2 separate regions of the Ovis aries genome follow, and region 2 is linked to region 1. A link is a contact called in public Hi-C data. All regions are on one chromosome and are shown on one strand. The core of a region is the stretch at or near the end of the contact, and the rest is flanking DNA. Distances in the headings are between cores, read along the strand shown. Region 1 holds the start of CHD9 (chromodomain helicase DNA binding protein 9). Region 2 overlaps CHD9 (chromodomain helicase DNA binding protein 9).

Region 1 (5,294 bases), core at 2,017-4,516:
AGGAATAATTTTATTTTTAAAAGGACACGAGATCTTGTCTTCTCCCACACTCGGCCCACTGTCCCAGGTGGTTTCATCCGCTCTGGATGGCTTCATTCAATAACTGATTTCTCCTGAAACCAAACCAAATCCCTGGACCAGGATCGTGTCCTGAGATCTCAGACCAACACTCAAGTCTGTTCAACATTAGATTCAGATCGGGTTGGGGAGGTGGGTTTTACCACTTACCAGTGGTGTAACCTTGAGTAAGGCATATAGTTGCCCAGGACATCAATTTCATCACCTGTCAAAGGTGAAATCCATCCTGCCTCACCTGCCAGGATTACTGTGCTAACTGGACGAAAGGAGAGCTGCCCACGAAACACTGCCACCTGGCCCCAGCCTCCTTCTCCAGCATATTATTACAGTATTAGACCTCTGCTTCCTCCACACGCCCCGCACACTGGCTCTTCTTGAGCTCCTTGACTTTGCTACCTGTTGGCCTTTGCACATGCTGATTTTCTTCTCTGAAACATTTTTTCCCCATCCCACCCTCTGTCTGGCTGCTTCTCAGCCTTTTTAACCCTCAATCCAAGGCAGGCCCCTTCTGTATGCCTCTCCACCTTTGTGCTGGATTCTCTCACTGCCATGTGCAGTAATTTCTAATTAGAGTAAATTCTCATTATTCACAGTGGTTATGTTCTCCGAAGCTGCCATGAACACAAAATTAGCAAATACTGAGCCACTGTTCCTAAAGGGAAAAACCTAAGGGTAGGTTTCTGCAAGACTCTGGTCACATTTTCATCAACAGATCAATACCTAACTTTGTTTTATGTGTGTTTCTGTTTCGAGACCCCTTATTTAATATATATTGTTGATTCATTGACATTGAACTCACAGCCAGTACCACTACAACTCAGGCCTGAACAAAGCTTATCAAATACACATTTTCCCCATAAGGCACAACATAGCCTTCCTGAGCTTGGGAACACTAGATAGCAGCAATTCAGCAGTATGTTTGGGGGCTGATTTTTTTTTTCCAAACTTATTTTTAATTGAAGGAAAACTGCTTCACAATATTGTGTTAAAAAGAAAGTTAAGTCACTCATTTGTGTCCAACTCTTTGCAACCCTATGCACTGTGGCCTGCCAGGGTCCTCTGTCCGTGGGATTCTCCAGCAAGAGGATTGGAGTAGGTTGCCATTTCCTTGGCCTCTGCCATACATCAACATGAGTCGGCCAGAGGTATACATGTGTCCCCTCCCTCTTTAACCTCCTTCCCCTCCCACCCCATCCTATCCCTCTCGGTTGTCACAGAACCCCGGTTTGAGTTCCCTGAGTCATGCGGCAAATTGGTCTTGGGGGTGATTTTTAAACAGCAAAATCACCAACAAAACACACACAAAAATGCAAAAACAACAAAAAACAACCCATGGCACTAAACAGACCATAAAAAGGATGCTTGCTCACAGTTCTGAGAGTCGGAACAAGAAGGCAGTGTCATCTCGTTTCGACCTCGGGTGGGAACAAGTGTGTTGAGCGACTCGAATTTTCTGCCATCCTGTTCACGTCCATGAATGACCATGAGAAGTGCTGCAGATACTGATTTGGGGGTTACAAATCAATTTTAGCGAGTGGGAGAATTCACAAATACAGAGTCTGCCAACAAGGAGGATCCACTGTACTTCCTTCTCATTTCTCTCATTCACTAGAGTGTGAGTTCACTGAGGACTGGTTTGTCTCTTACCCACTGTTGGATCTGTAGCACCTGGATTACAACCTGGCACACAGTATGCTTTCCACAAGAAATCCAGTTTAAATGAACCCAGGAGGCAGTTCTGTGAAAGTGCTCCACTGGAAGCAATGACAGCTAGTGTTTGCGGAGGAGGCACCATGAGCTGCCCTGTGTAATGTGCTTTTTCTATGTTCCCTCCATCAAAAAGGGAAACAGCAACACATTGTACTTTTGCCATGGGCTCTAGAATCATACTGCCTGGGTTCAAACACAGGATCTGCTTCTAATTAATTATTTAACTCTGAGCACGTTCCTTGGCCTCTCAGAGCCCCAGCTTCCTTGGCTATCAAACGGGGTAGTTAGTATAGTTAATGCCTTGTAGGTCACGGTGAGGAGTAGCTGTGGCCCACATACAGGAAGTATTTAGCATCATGCCAGGCACAGATGAGCACTTAGGAAACATTACCTCCTGTGGTCAATAGATTCCATGGCAAATCTAAGAGTTTTATACAATCATACCCATTTTGCAGACGAAGAAACTGAGGCTAAGGGTGATTCTATGAGTTTTTGAGGGCCACACAGCCCAGGGAGGGCTGGCTCTGGGAACTCTAAGCCTAGGCTCACTGTAAACATAGCATTTACTAAAATGATGAGGGCTGCTCCAGGAGGCCCCTTGAACTTCTATGGGATCAGGGTAAGGACAAGCTCCGTTTTCCCCAAGAGTCTTCCCTCATATTCTACATCTGTATCTTTCTGTTCCCTGCCCACTTTCGAGTTCAACCCTTTCAGTACCAGCCCTGTTGGGAGGGAGGATGTTGGTTTGTTATCTTGGCTTTGACAGCTCAAAGGCAGAGATATTTCCTGCTTAAAAGACTCCCTGAAGAAGGAGGAGGAGGAGAATCAGCATTGTGGGCTGCAACAACCGTCTTCCTTTTCCTCCAACCCTTTGGGTCAAGGGTCCTCACCCTTGGCTGCTAGTTGGAATCGCCTGGGAAGCTCTGAAATATCCAGAGGTCCAGGCCCCAACGCAGACTACTTCCATCTGAGCCTCAGAGCGGGGTTGGGTGGAGGGCTACGGGGCATCGGCAGTTTTTTCATGCTCCCCCAAGCGATTCCAGCGTGCAGGCAAGTTGGAGAAATGGTGCTTTTGGATCAGCCTTCGGCTGCAACGGTGAAGTCGATTTGGGGAGCAGTAACTCTTTTCTCAGCCTAGGACTGGCTGCTGGGGGATTCGGGCAGGCTCGGCTCTCCAGAGGAACCAGCCAGTGAAGGATGTTTGCGTGCGAGCGATCTGGCGTCCAGCTGTGCCCCGAGGCCCAGCTTGGAGACGGCGGGTCTCCGGGTCCCCGCAGGCAACGACACGTGCGGCCGCTCCGACCTGTCTGGTTATCTACCGAGACCGCCAGCCGACCTCGGCGGCCGCCGCGGGCCCACCCCGACCACAGAGGTTCGCAGGAAACGCCCGGGGCTCGGGAATTCCTACCTTGGCTGCCGGCGCTGTCCTCCGGTCCCCGGAATCCTGCGACTCCGGTTCGATCTGTCGCCGGGGCTCCGCCGTCGCTTTCGTCTGCGCCCGAGAGGCGCCCACTAGAGCGCAGGCGCCACCTAGTGGGCGCGGGGCGGAGGCGCGGGGACCGGGCGGGGAGGTGGGAGAGCGGTTGGTCCCGGGCGGAAATGCTGCCCCGGCTGCCCACGTGGGCGGTTTCCCAGCACGCTGCGCACCCTGGGCGCAAATCCCGGCTGGGTGGGATCACCTTCACTCCCTAGAGGGCACTGGAACCTGAACTTGCTGAACTTTCTCTTGGGGGCACGGAGGGGCAGCCAGGCCCTGGCTGCTGGCCTGAGATCCATTCTGGGATTTTCCTGGCCGGACTCAGGGATCTTGCCTTTCATCCAGAAGCTTTCAGTACACCCCGATTTGGCAGAGCCGACTCTTTTAAATATATTGCGAGCATCAGAAGATGCAGGGGACTGGGCCTCTCTCAAACCCAGGGAGGCCTTTGCCCTACAAGCGATTCGTTCTTTTAGCCCCGCCTCCAACCCCCACCCCACCGCACGCCACCCCCCATTTCCTATCCTCCCACCCCCTAGCAGTTACCTTTCTTTCCCTGTTCCCTCCAGTCTCTTTCGCTGTTATTAAACATCCAGTCTGTATCACACCCTGTGTATAGAGTCCAGAGACACAGGCTCCTAAGAAGTTGGCCATGCAGGTTCTATTTCTGACCCGGGCGCCTTTGACATTGACATTCCTTTGGTTGGAGCCATCCTGGCACTGCGGGACATTTACATCTCTGATTCTTTGGCGCTAAATGCCAGTAGCCACCCTGAAGTCATTGTGACAACCAAAACCACCCCTTCATATTTCCAATTGTCTCCTGGGTTGGGGGAGCACAGCCCTAGGCTGAGACCCTGTTAGCTCCTTATTAAAATCAGGAAAATGGTGAATTATTGAAAGTGTTTACATTTCATTTATTTTTTTCCCTCCAACCCATGTTAACTGAGCACTTACTATGCGCCATAGAAGATACTAGGAAGGACAAAACACCTTGAAATCTCTGCCCTTATTGAATTCACCTTTATGTAACAAATTAACTTTCAGCACACACGCAGATGCAATACCATGCAACTAAGCTCTTGGCCGGATAAGTACAGGGTTTATTTATTTTTTAATGTAGCAATTGGTAGGACACCAAAGGTGGAGAATGCCCTGGTGATGGAGGCAAGTTTGGCAAGTCTTCTTTTAAGGCAGTTTATCTCTGGGGTGATAGTTGGAGGGAAGTTGACCAAAGTGGAAATATTAGAGACAGTTAGTGACAGTGAGACCTGGGTCATTCCCCCACCCCCACCTGCCTCTGCCTTTGGTCTCTCTGTCCTGGTGTCATCTGGTCAAAGTGGCCATCCAGGACAGGAGGGGGAGGGGGTATTGTCTGTGGGCAGCACCTGGAGTGACGAGGGTGTGTGTGTGTGTCTGTCGTAGGGGCCACCCCAGCCTACCCCGGGCCAGTTCGTGCCCTGGTCAAGGTGAATCTGTCAGAGAAGTGCTGACAGGCACCTTCCTATTCTGTCACTTTAAAGTGTCTCTGAGTCACTGTCATGCCTTGCAGGAGCTCCCTTCTCCGCCCCACACACCACCCTCCTGGGCCCCAAAGCTTGCCCAGGCAAGGACCTAGCTTTAGAGCATAACCTCTGCGATTCTGATGCCAGGCATCACCTGATGAGGTTAAAGGTTTCCTAAAGAATGTCTCCTCTGGGTTCTTCTAGTATTCTGTTCATTCCACTAATTACAGAGTTTTGGGGACTGTGGTTGTCAACTGGTCTGTTTTTATCCACAGGTTCTCCATAAATGATCTCCTTGAGGGCCTGAGCCATGTTTGATAGGTAGAAGTAGTGTCAATAATAATAAAAATAATTTGTAACATATTAAAGTGAAGTCACTCAATCATGTCCGACTCTTTCCGACCCCATGGACTGTTGGTTATCAGTCTCCTTCGTCCACGGGATTTTCCAGGTAAGAGTACTGGAATAGGTTGCCATTTCCTTCTTCAGGGGATCTTCCTGACCCAGGGATCGAAGCCAGGTCT
Region 2 (5,294 bases), core at 1,912-4,411, 190 kb before region 1:
CCTGGACTAAAGGGACCATATGTTAAAATGATACAGGTTAAACGTTTTCTAGAAATTATCACAAACATTACATGGTCTGACAGTAAGTATACTTAGGAATCTAGATTAAATTTATCAGTTAAACTGAAAAAGAGGAAAAACTGATCATATGCAACAAATCTCACATAAAAACTCTTCCTGAGAGGGAATGTTACATGAGACATGTCTGGGAGAAGCAGTTTATATACGCCACCCACTCATAACAAAATGTAGTGACAGATGCACAGTTTGAGAGTGCATGTTTTATATAGTGTGTTCAATGGGTATTACTGAAATAAAGCTGTAAGTGGAAATCAATAAATTAAGACATAGCTGACTTAACAGTACACAGAGATGAAGACTACCTATCTTACTTCTCACTTACCATGTTTAAAAACTCCAATAAGGAGTGACTTATCAGCATCAAAATCCCACCACTCAGCTGGAACTTCTGAGTGGTCTGGTTCTGGGACCCAAACATCAATGTCACTTAAAAAAAAGCATGATATGACTTTATGAGTTACTATAAACAAGTCTAAAAGGAGGCAAAATTTTATACAGCTTCTAAAAAGCATTGTGGTTTTTAACAAAAAGAGAATATAACTTTATTATTTCCCACAATTATCACCAATTAAAATTATATATATAATTTATAATTAAAATTATAAAACTGCACAACAACTACAAAGATATCATAAAATGAATTAATACTCTTAAGCACAACTGAAGAAGTAAGTTTCAAAAGGTTTACTTTATCCTTAAGGAATAATATTCTTTCCACTGATTTCCTTCAGATACAGACAAAAGGTTCTATCTGATTATGTCAGCAAACAATGTGGCCAAAATCATCTGGTTCAAATATTTTATTTTGTATATGAGGAGACTGAGCCCCTAAAAAAGCAAATCTAATTGCTCTACACTGTAAAACAAGTTATGTCTTTCTTAGACTGCTATTGCTAGGAATAGGAAATCAATCCTGAATATTCACTGGAAGGACTGATGCTGAAGCTGAAGCTCCAATATTTTGGCCCCCTGATGCGAAGAGCCCACTCATGAGAAAAGATCCTGACGTCAGGAAAGATTGAAGGCAGGAGGAGAAGGGGACGACAGAGGACGAGATGGTTGGATGGCATCACTGACTCAATGGACATGAGTTTGAGCAAGCTCTGGGAGATGGAAGGACAGGGAAGGACAGGGAAGCCTGGCGTGCTGCAGTCCATGGGGTCGCAAAGAGCTGGACACAGCTGAGTGACTGAACGGCAACAGCAACAATTGCTAGGAAGTCACACTGAAAAATGAAGCACTGCTTATAACTAGAGAAAAATGCAAGTTTTTGATTAATAATTTGATGAAACCACTCAAAGTGCTATTTTTATGCTATTTATAATACCATGCCACAAAATGATAGTATGATAAGTTAATAAGAACACAATGATAAAGCCATGATGCTCTGGTAATTTGGTGGTTTTCATTAATGTAAAGCAACTACAGCACTTATAATTTTATAAATATAACTTTCTTTTCTTTCATCACTTGAAATTATCATTTTCCCAGAAACATTCTGTGAGTAACACACCTCTAAAGTAATATATACCTCTAAAAAGGGAAAGATGCCATGCATAAAACGACTGAAATGTTCACTTCTTTACCACAGAGATTCAAGCCACTGTCTCCTTCAGCCTAGCATAGAGTTAATAATGTTTGATAAGGATTAGCAAATATAATTAATTTTTATATAAATATATGTCATTCTTATATTGCATTCAACAGCCAAAGGGGCAGAGATTGAATAGGGCTTGCCTAGTAGCTCAGCTGGCAAGAATCTTCTTGCAATGCAGGAGACCCCAGTTTGATTCCCCGGTTGGGAAGGTCTCCTGGAGAAGGGATAGGCTACCCACTCCAGTATTCTTGGGCTTCCCTAGTGGCTCAAAGGGTGAAGAATCCACCTGCAATACAGGAGACCTGAGTTCAATCCATGGGCCAGGAAGATTCCCTGGAGGAGGGCATGGCAACCCACTCCAGTATTTTTGCCTGGAGAATCCCCATGAACAGAAGAGCCTAGTAGGCTATACTCCAGTGGGTTGCAAAGAGTCGGACACGACTGAGTGATTAAGCACAGCATAATACCCCAGGGAATCAAAATTCTACTTGAGAATTTCTCTATGAAATTAATGAATTATCAGTTTTCAAAGAATCACAGATATGATTTAAAGATACAACACATAAAAAACACAAATTTAGTTGCATTTCATCTCTTCATCTTAGCATCATAAATTTTATAAATTAACAAAGGACTAGGGATGTAAGATATGAAGAGTTTCCTAAGTTGTGTGACAAAAGTTCATCTATAAGTTGGTTATCTTTGGGAACTCAAAATAAACTTTCATACAGATATAAAATAAGTAATCAGTGTTTCTGGTCTGGTTCACAAGAACCTAATACTTAAGCACTAATATAGTTGAAATAAAAGACACTGACAATGAAAAAGAAAGAGTTATAAATTCAATAAGTAAATAAAACATAAGGAAATCACTTTTTATTTTTCATGTTTTGCCAGGAGACTGAAAGACATTTTTCAGCATTCTAAAATGCACATCTCATTATATCTTATTTTGCTTAAAAACAGAAGTGTCACAATCACAGTATTTTTTAGTTTAGTGCAGAAAAAGGAAGAGAGGTTTTCCTATGATATGGCAAAAGCTGAAAAACAGATGAGAAAAAATACAGTTAAAGAAGAGATTTAGTTTTTATTTCACTCCTGGTCAGGATTAATCAAAGCAGAAGCACAGAATGATAAAGGAAAAAGAGGAAAGAACACTGGAGACAGGATACCCAAAGAGGAATTATCAAGTGGGTCAGATACTGTATTTCCCTATACAAACCAGCAGGTGGCACTCTAAGCTCAAAACACTGTGACATCTGAGGTGGAAGGTTTTTTCCTTGTTTTAAAGAGTAAAGGAGGCTTCCCTGATAGCTCAGTTGGTAAAGAATCTGCCTGCAATGCAGGAGACTCCAGTTCAATTCCTGGGTTAGGAAGATCTGCTGGAGAAGGGAAAAACCTACCCACTCCAGTTTTCTGGCCTGGAGAACTCCATGGACTGTACAGTCCATGCAGTTCTGAAGAGTCGGACAGGACTGAGTTACTTTCACTTTACAGACTTCCCTGAAGCTCAAACGGTAAAGAATCTGCCTGCGATACAGGAGACCAGGGTTCTAGGGTGGGAAGTTCCTCTGGAGAAGGGAATGGTAATCCACTCCAGTATTCTCGCCTGGAGAATTCCATGGGCAGAGAAGCCTGGTGGGCTACAGTCCGTGGGGTCACAGAGTCAGACACGACGGAGCGACTAGTAAAGGGCACTCAGTAATATACCTCATGGTTTAAATGTACCATGTGCATGTTAAGTGTTATTAACTGCTGGGGAAAAGAATACAATAAGGTGCATATACTCCTGTTGTTAATGTCTGCAATCTCTTGCATAAAGCCTCTGACTTCCCCTGGCCAGATCATCCATTCAAAATAGATTTAAACAGTATTCACTAGGTGCTAACAATGGCAATAATAAGATAGACAGATTCCTGCCCTTTTGAAGAAGTATCTGCAAAACCTCTTCAATACCTGTGATGAGTGCTGTGACAAGGCACCCAGTTGAGAAAACAGGGAGGCTGATTTGATGTTGCCTGAGGAGTAAGAGAGGAAGAAGGGAGGAAAATGGGAAAGAGAATGTTTCCCCAAGAATGCAAAGGCCTGGAAGGAATGAGGTAGTATGTTGACAGAGATAAGAATACGTTAAAATCCAAATAAAACCCAAAATGAGAAACCAGTGAAGGAGAGAATGATGAAAGAGATTAATTCAAAGATCACAGTTCCTAGGAAATCACAAGGGGGTTGAATTCAATCAGATCAAAGAAAAAGAGGAGCCAATCAACCAATAACAAATTATATTCACTGATTGTTACTATTTCCCAGGTTCTTGGGGCTAGGAATATGATCACCAATAAGACAGATAGCAGATGTCACCTTCAGTCAGCTTAAACTGTACTGACAGGAGAAATACGATTTAAAAATAAATACAATTTTTAATACTAGTAGGCATCATGAATGAGACAAAATAAGGTTAAGTTAGAGCGGGCAGGGAAGGCCCATCTGCAGAGGTGAAACCTACACTGAGACCTGCATGATGGGAGCAGGCACTTCTGTGGAAAATGAGGGGAAAGAGTATTGTACTGGGAAACAGCACAGAATGAGCCTAACATGCTGGAGGAACATTATGGATGAAGGACAGAGTGGAGGTAGAAGGCCCAGGCTTATGTAGGTCACTAAAGGATAGGTCTTTATTCTAAGAGAAATGAAAAGGTTCTAAGAAGAGGAGTACCTTGGCCTGATTTTTGCTTTACAAAGATCACTCTGGTTTCTGTATCAAGGTACAACTGTAGAGAGGCAAAAGATGCAAAAATGGGAATTCCCTGGCAGTCCAGTAGTGGTTAGAACTCTGTGCTTCCACTGCAGGGGGCCTGGGTTCAATCCCTGGTTGGGGAACTAAGATCCTGCAAATCGTGGGGCTGTGCCAAAACAACAACAAAATCCAACTACTCTGGTGGTGCAGAGGTTAAAGCGTCTGCCTGCAATGTGGGAGACCTGGGTTCGATCCCTGGGTCGGGAAGATCCCCTGGAGAAGGAAATGGCAACCCACTCCAGTATTCTTGGCTGGAGAATCCCTTGGACGGAGGAGCTTGGTGGGCTACAGTCCACGGGTCGCAAAGAGTCGAACACGACTGAGCGACTTCACTTTCACTTGAAAAAGAAGAAGCAAAGAGACTCAATAAGGAGGCCATTGCAAAAGTCTAAACATGAGATAATGGTGGCTTGGACTAGGGAGTCAGCAGAGCAAAGAGAGAAAAAGTGCTCAGACTTCACATATACTTTGTCAAGCTAACAAGTCTTCCTGTAGGGTTTGAGGAGAAGAGAATGATCAAGAATAATACCAGAGCAACTGGGTGGTAGATTTACTAGGATGGAGAAGGCCCGAATGTGGGAGGGTGGGGAGGGAACAAAAGGAGACAGCAGATTCGGAAGATGCAGGGGAAGACTGAGATGTTAATCAGATATTTCAAGTGGAAATGTTTGAGGCAGCTGCTTTAGACTTTGGAGCTGAGGGGAGGGGTCTGGGATGAATATGTAAAGATGACAGTCATCTGTGTATAGATCATATTTGACATGATGAGGCTGCATAAGTTCACCTAAGGAGAAAGAACAGGCAAGAAAGCAAGCTGAGGAC

Evidence for each region. Hi-C and Micro-C count contacts between places; a contact is called where the count stands out from the background.
Region 2: a Hi-C map of hypothalamus shows a contact between it and region 1, with 8 times the contacts expected there. The contact joins the enhancer-like site here to the promoter of CHD9 in region 1. A contact is called at or near these places in 11 of 16 Hi-C or Micro-C datasets (blood, hypothalamus, liver and 5 more).

Annotation. Positions count from the first base shown.
Region 1 is chr14:21,048,990-21,054,283 of ARS-UI_Ramb_v3.0, reverse strand. CHD9 (chromodomain helicase DNA binding protein 9) reads right to left here and starts at 3,266. Exons shown (of 39, transcript XM_060398335.1): 1 at 3,197-3,266.
Region 2 is chr14:21,239,423-21,244,716 of ARS-UI_Ramb_v3.0, reverse strand. CHD9 (chromodomain helicase DNA binding protein 9) reads right to left here. Exons shown (of 39, transcript XM_060398335.1): 25 at 404-507. Among named protein-coding and RNA genes, the nearest start is that of RBL2, 51 kb to the left of the region's middle. Within about 2 kb of position 3,161, at least 10 of the 54 cell types and tissues checked have an H3K27ac peak or open chromatin away from gene starts, as enhancers often do. A contact at or near this core is called in hypothalamus, where this site is marked.